2 separate regions of the Sus scrofa genome follow, and region 1 is linked to region 2. A link is a contact called in public HiChIP or PLAC-seq data. All regions are on one chromosome and are shown on one strand. The core of a region is the stretch at or near the end of the contact, and the rest is flanking DNA. Distances in the headings are between cores, read along the strand shown. Region 1 holds the start of TMEM173 (transmembrane protein 173). Region 2 holds the start of SPATA24 (spermatogenesis associated 24).

The links. HiChIP or PLAC-seq counts read pairs in DNA pulled down with a chosen protein or histone mark.
Region 1: a contact with region 2 is called in an H3K27ac HiChIP or PLAC-seq map of alveolar macrophages. The contact joins the promoter of TMEM173 here to the promoter of SPATA24 in region 2. A contact is called at or near these places in 3 of 5 promoter capture datasets (fetal liver, fetal skeletal muscle and liver), 23 of 47 Hi-C or Micro-C datasets (alveolar macrophages, blood, brain and 12 more) and 2 of 2 datasets of contacts at active chromatin or transcription factors (alveolar macrophages and skeletal muscle).

Annotation. Positions count from the first base shown.
Region 1 is chr2:141,363,762-141,367,334 of Sscrofa11.1, forward strand. TMEM173 (transmembrane protein 173) reads right to left here and starts at 1,802. Exons shown (of 6, transcript NM_001142838.1): 1 at 1,576-1,802; 2 at 1,270-1,453; 3 at 915-1,023. The coding sequence starts at 1,802.
Region 2 is chr2:141,291,214-141,294,749 of Sscrofa11.1, forward strand. It overlaps SPATA24 (spermatogenesis associated 24), which reads right to left and starts at 1,981. Exons shown (of 6, transcript NM_001177922.1): 1 at 1,838-1,981; 2 at 119-184. The coding sequence starts at 1,954.

The DNA.
Region 1 (3,573 bases), core at 552-3,051, 72 kb after region 2:
GACCATGATGGAAAACAATATGACAAAGAACATAGGTATGACTGGGTCACTTTGCTGTGTAACAGAAATTGGCATAACATTGTCAATCAACTATACTCTAATAAAAAAATAAAATAAGAGAGGAGTAATGATTTTCGCTTCCTTACAGGGTATGAATTAAGTGAGAAAATGCATATGAAGGGCCCAGAGCATATGGCAAATATTTATTGCAAGAATTCATGGGTTAAAGCCAAAAAAAAAAAAAAGCAAAAAACAAAAAAGGAGTTCCGGTCATGGCTCAGTGGTTAACGAATCCAACTAGGAACCATGAGGTTGTGGGTTCGGTCCCTGGCCTTGCTCAGTGGGGTAAGGATCCGGTGTTGCCATGGGCTGTGGTGTAGGTCACAGATACGGCTCAGATCTTGAGTTGCTGTGACTCTGGCATAGGCTGGTGGCTACCGCTCCGATTGGATCCTAGCCTGGGAACCTCCATATGCCTCAGGAGCGGCCCTAGAAATGGCAAAAAAGCCAAAAAAAAAAAAAAAAAGAAAGAATTTATGGGTGACTTGTGACAAGTCACTTAATGGCTCTCAGTCCTCTATTTCATCCTGTAAACCAGGCTTAATAATAACAGCCTTCACGCCTATAAGATTGCTTTGGGAATCAAATGGTTTGTCAGACAGGAAAATGCTTTGAAAAATACAGTAAGTCCTGGAAATACAAGATGGGGTGCCTTATTGTCTGTCTGTCTCTCTCTCTCTCTTTTTTTTTTTTTTTTTTTTTTTTTTTTTTTGCTTTTTAGGGCCACACTCGCGGCATATGGAGGTTCCTGGGCTAGGGGTTGAATCGGTGCTGCCGCTGCAGGCCTACACCACAACCACAGCCACGCCTGTTGTCTGTCATAATCTGAAGATGGGGCATAGAGGATGGCCCACCTGGGAGGATCAGCCGCAGGTACCCGATGTAATAAGACCAGGCCAGTCCATGAGCCACGTTGAAGTTCCTTTTTTCACAGATTGCAGAGACTTCAGCTGGGGCCAGGTGCTGTGGAAAGCAGAGTGGAGCCAGGGAGCCTCCATGAAGGCCAACCAGAGCCCTCCTCCTCCAGGAAGCTCTCCCGGCCTGCTGCCAACTGGCTCCTTTCTCTGCCGTCACTGAACCCAGAACATCGCAGGCTCTCCTCCATGGACCAACCTCTACACTCGTCCCGCTCTCAGGACTGAGCCCAGAGCAGGTCCCAGCAGCCACATGTCCCCTTGGCCAGCCCCACCACCTCCCTCTGTGTCATACCTGGAGGCCCAGGAGGATGTTTAGGGCCTGCGAGAGGCCCAGGAGGGCCAGCATCCAGGGGAGGGGCAGGCCAGCCTTGTCTCGGATGGAGAAGTAGAAGTAGCAGGACAGCAGCAGCAGGGCTCCACAGCGGATGGGGCAGCCCAGGCAGGCCCGCGCAGCCCTCCAGTAGCTGCTCTGGTACCTGCAGGCAACAGCCAAGCCCCAGGTCCCAGCCCAGCTCAGCTAGAGAGATTCAAGGCGAGACAGGCCGGGGGGGCGGGGGAGTCAAGGGAGTGAAGCATGTTGGGTACCACAAGGAGTCACCTGGAGTGGACGTGGCACAGCTCCTCCGCCAGACTGCAGAGCCCCTTCACCAGCAGTCCTATCTGCTGGGAGGCCAGGTGGAGCACCAGCCACCGGAGCGTGTATTCTGGCAGCTCCCCCAGCCCCCAAAGGGCCACCAAGCAGGCACCTAGAAGGACCAAGGCTGCCACCTGAGCCCTGAGGCCCCTGGGCTGTGGGATGGATGGATGCAGGCTGGAGTAGGGCATCTGTAGGAACCAAGAAATCCACAGCTGTCCTTCCCTCGCTCTCCTACCGTTTCGGGACTAAGGCCCTGGCTGGGCACTTCCTCCAGCTCTGTGTTTGCCTAGTACCCAACCAGAGCCAGAGGCTGCTCCTGGAGATACTTCTAGGGGACAGGCTGGGCACATAGCATCCCAGAGCTCCATAGAGATTTGTTGAACACAGAGCAAGTGGAGAAAGAAATGCAAGCACCCCCCCACAAACACCCCACCCAAGCCTCACCGAGACCGCCGGCGCAATGAAGAAGAAAGTGAGCCACGATCCCAGACCCAGACCCGCAGGTGTCTGTGACGCACCACCCACCGGACACTCAGGGGCTGGAGTCTCCCTCTCCCCAGGTCCCCCAGGGAGGACCTTAGTCAGCGAATCTGAAAACCACAGTTCAGGGGTGGGGGCAGGGCAGCCGGAAAGCTGCCACCCATCGCTGCACCGCCGGGGGCCTCACCCCCAGCAGCCTCTGCCTTGGAGCTCTGGCCGGGCTGCTGCCCATCTCACCTTCTGCCTCCCAGACCGCAGGTTGTTTCTGGAAGACGGCAAGGGGAGAAGGTCCTGTCCAAGGGCTCCCAGCCCCACGGGGCCTTTCAGGCTGCAACCCGAAAACGAAAGATTCAAAACAATCACAGCTTTCTTCACCACATCCCTCCAGGCTCGGCGCTGGGGAGCTTATTTCCCGCCTCCGAGGAGGGAGGAAGCGCCCCAAGGCCTCGGGAGCCACGCCCAGCTTGGGGTGAGGGAAGCTGCCAAGTCTCCCATGGCAGTGCCCCAGGCCATCCCCCGACCCGAGGGTGTTCAGAAACTCCCTCCAACTCCCTCAAGGCCCCACAATCAAACACACTCCACCAACACCCAGGGGAGACGGCCCACACCCAGCCAAGCGCACACGCTGCCCTGCCTGAGTGGTTTCATTCCAATTTCCAGAAGCAGATCCTCTTTCTCTGAAGCCGGGGCAATCAGGCTGGAGGTGGGGAAATGAACCGTGATTTCCTGTAACAACAACCTTTGAGTAAAAAGCTCATGGAGGAGTTTCCGACATGGCTAGGAGGAACCTGAGTCTGACTAGCGTCCATGAGGATGCAGGTTCGATCCCTGGCCTCGATCAGTGGCTTAAGGATCCGGTGTTGCCATGAGCTGTGATGTAGGTGGCTGGCTGTGGCGTAGGCCAGCATCTACAGCTCCAGATTCCTACCTAGCCTGGGAATCTCCATATGCTGGGGGGGTGGCCCTAAAAAGACACACACACACACACACACACACACACACACACACACACACACACTAAATAAATAAAAATACAAAGCCAAAACTTTAAAAAATGAAAAGCTCATTGGGAGCAAAAGACCTGCAGAAGGGTGGGGTTTCAGTTCTCCCCGGGAAGGGGCAAGGCGGGTGGCTTCTCAGAGAGCACCTGGTACATCCAGCCAAAAAGGCAATCACGTGGATAATAATAAAAACAACAACAACAACAACAACAAAGTGCTTACCATGCTTCAGACATTATGCCGAGAATTGCTCATGTTTTCATTTAATCTGTGCAGCCACCCTGTCAGGAAGCTACAGAACTTTCCACAGTGAGGTGAACTGACTTGCCCCACTCCCATCGTGGCTAACAGAGGAGGAAGTGGGGAGGTGAACCAGGTGGGTGGCTCCAAAGGCCAGCTGGCTTGGCGCCTTGATTTTCCAGAAAGGAGTGGAAGGTGCCAGGATCAGGTTTCATGCTCATACTTTTCCCTGGGGTGG
Region 2 (3,536 bases), core at 731-3,230:
ACTGAGTTCTTACTGTCAGGGCTCGAGGCTCTCAGAGGCAATACTCAAGGATTCTGCCCAACCACAGGGATCCTGGGAAATGGGGGAAGATCAGAAGCTGACAGGGGCCATCACTTACCACCAGCTTTTTTTCCACTGCCTGGAACTCTTCTTTACTGACAAAATTTTCGTCCTGGAGAACCATCTGCAACAGAGCCTGGCTCAGGGAAGGCCTGGGGCTGGGGTGACAGGGGTGTTCTCTAGGGACCAGGACCAAGGAGAAAGAATGGAATGAAGCCCAGGACACCTAGGATGACACTGGGGCCCACGGAAGGGAGAGTTCCATTCCACAAGATTCATGGATGCTCAGCTCTGGGTTGAGGAGCAACCGGTCTCATGGAGAAGGCAGCCCATGGCCAGCCCTTCCAGTGTGGTGTGGGCCATGATGAAGTACAGAGGGCCGTGGTAGCCACAGGAGGGCCCAGACCCGGCCTGGGGAAGGGTCAGAACTGTTTCGAGGGAAAGAGATGTCCACCTGGTATCTGACTGCTAAATATGGGTGGGCCAGAAGAAAAGAAGGGAAGAGAAAAGTGTTCCAGAGAGTGAGGACACATATGCAAAGGCCAGCTGCCAACCAAAAGACCTGGGTACCCAAGTACCCAGCTAATTCAGTGCCCAGAACTGCATACAACTGTCAGAGCAAGAAACAGGTGTGAAGTCAGTTTTATTCTGACTCTGCCTTCTTATCACGAGAAAAAACAAAAATAGAAAAACCATGGACTTTAGCTGGCCAGGACTTTACCATGCCTGTCCAGGTAATCTGTGGCTCCAAAGCTTTGCACCCAAGAACTGGGGTTTGATTGATAAGGCAAAAGCAAAGGTACATAATGGGGTTGGAAGCCTGTAAGTCAACATGTGAAGAGCCAGTTCTGTGCTTACTGCACTCAGCACGGGGAGGGGATTCCCTAATAGGAAGGATGTATAGGTTCTTTGCACATAAGGGCCTTGAGACGTCATTGAAGTCCCCTCCAATTAGAAATGGGGAAACTGGGAGCTCCCCTCGTGACTCAGTGGTTAAGGAACCCAACTAGGATCCATGAGGACACGGTTTTGATCCCTGGCCTTGATCAGTGGGTTAAGGATCTGGCGCTGCTGTGAGCTGTGGTGTAGGTTGCAGACACAGCTCAGATCTGGGGTTGCTGTGGCTGTGGTGTAGGCCGGCAGCTGTAGCTCCGATTCGACCCCTAGCCTGGGAACCTTCATATGCTGCAGGTGTGGCCCTAAGAAAAAATTTTAAAATTAAAAAAAATAAAGAAATGGAGAAACCGAAGCTCAGCGAATAGACAGGCATATCTACCAGGCCCTGTACAACCAGGCAATGAGAATAGAGAACTTTTTTTGGGGGGGGGCTTTTTATGAGCATACGGAAGTTCCCAGCCAAGGGGTCGAATGAGAGCTGCAGCTGTCAGCCTACAACACAACCACAGCAACACGGGATCCAGCCAGCCCTCTGCGATCTACACAACAGCTCACGGCAAGCCAGATCCGAAACCCACTGAGCGAGGCCAGGGATCTAACCGCGTCCTCATGGATACTAGTCAGGTTGTTAACCACCGGGTCATGAGGGGAACTCCCTAGAACTTGGTTAGGTCTAAAATTCCCTGGTAAATATTCATGAGACACTACCCCTTTCTGGCTCCACCCCTACCAGCCAGAACACAACTGGGCCCCGCCTCCTTCTGATGACGCCACTAGCAGGTGCTCTAGGCACGCCCCTGGCGTCAGAACAGGGTCTGGCCCCGTCCCCACCATTTAGGCGTCCAGTCTGGCCTCTCCCCCAGCTCTCCTGGCTGCGTACCACGTTTCTCAGCTGGTGGATCAGTTCCTCCTGAGACTCAATCACGTCCCGCAGTTGATCGAAGGCGAGACACACCGATCCTGACCCCCCCTGCGACCACCCGAGGGGCGTCGCCATCTTTAGCCCCCGCCAGCTCGTTGGAAATGGCTGCCGCGGGCAGCCTCACGTCCGTCGCCCACCAATGAGAATGCGACGCCACAGAGCACCTTGGCAACCGGGGGCGGGGACTTCCTTTGTTAGCAGCGGTAGGGCTCGCCTCTTAAAGGAGCCGTTCACTAAGAGGCGGCACATGGGGCAGAGAACTAACACCATTCGTAATCGAAGTTTATAGAGGATTTGAACATGTATTATACGGTGTTTCTCACACAGGCCTGAGGAGCAGGCAGGCCCGACCTATACTTACTGTAAGGGCTGAGGAGCAGATACCAGCCCCTTGGCCTTTCCCCTGGGCCCATTAAACTGCAAGTCCGCGAAGCAAGAGTCAGCTAAGGCAACCGCTGCATCTTTAGCTTCATACGTCTCATCATCCCACTCTAATCGCTAATTCCCCTTATTGTAGGAGCCTCCGGCTTCCTGTGATCCCTCTTCCTCCTGGGAATACACTTAGCACTTAGTGGACCTGAGTCCAGGCAAAGAAGTGGAGCTCAAGAATGGAAAAGGAGAGTGGCTTTACCTAGAATAAGGCTCCTTGGAGTTCCCTGGTGGCTCTGCAGGTTAAGAACCCACTGTTGTCACTGTTGTGGCATGGGTTCCATCCCTGGCCCTGGGGACTTCTGCGTGCTGCTGGCAAGGCCGAAAATAATACATATATACATACATACATATATACATAAATACATTTTAAAAAGAAAAAAAAAGATTCCTCATACTCCAGTACTAGGCTCCGGGCAGCCACACTGGGGCCATGTGTGGCCATGTCAAGGCACTGGGGAGGGCCCTGGAGAGCCTGAAGAGATGAGAACTGAAGTGGGCGAGCAGGAGACTTGTCAAATGGAAGCAGGGAAGGATAAGATGATCACACATCTCCGCCAATGCCTACTGAGGGCTTTTTTTGAAAGACAAATAAGATTATGCTTGGGGTAAACCAGAGCTAATATTTATTAAGTATTGACTCTTCGTGACATCATTATGCCCTTTTTCTTTTTCTTTTCTTTTCGGCTTTTTAGGGCCACACCTGTGGCATATGGAGGTTCCCAGGATAGGGGTCGAATTGGAGCTACCACTGCCAGCCTACACCACAGCTACAGCAACAGATCTGAACCACGTCTGTGACCTACACCACAGCTCATGGCAACGCCGGATCCTTAACCCACGGAGTGAGGCCAGGGATCAAACCCATGTCCTCATGGATACTAGTCTGGTTTGTTACCACTGAGCCACGAGGGGAACTCCCATTATGCCTTATTACTAGTATTTCATGTGATTTTCATAATAACCTTGTAAAGTAGTTTCTAATGTCTCCATTTTACAGATGAGAAAATGCAGCTTCTATGAGAATGAATAACTCAACAAGCCAAGGTCACCCAAGCTAGTGAGACTTGGAACAGGGTTTTGATGGGCAGTTTGACTTCACAGTCCAAGTTTTTGTTTGTTTTTTTATGGGTACATCAGCAGCATATGGAAGTTCCCTGGCCAGGACTGAATTCCCAGCTGCAGCTGTGACCTATGCTGCAGCTGCAGCACCTCTGGATCCTTTAAC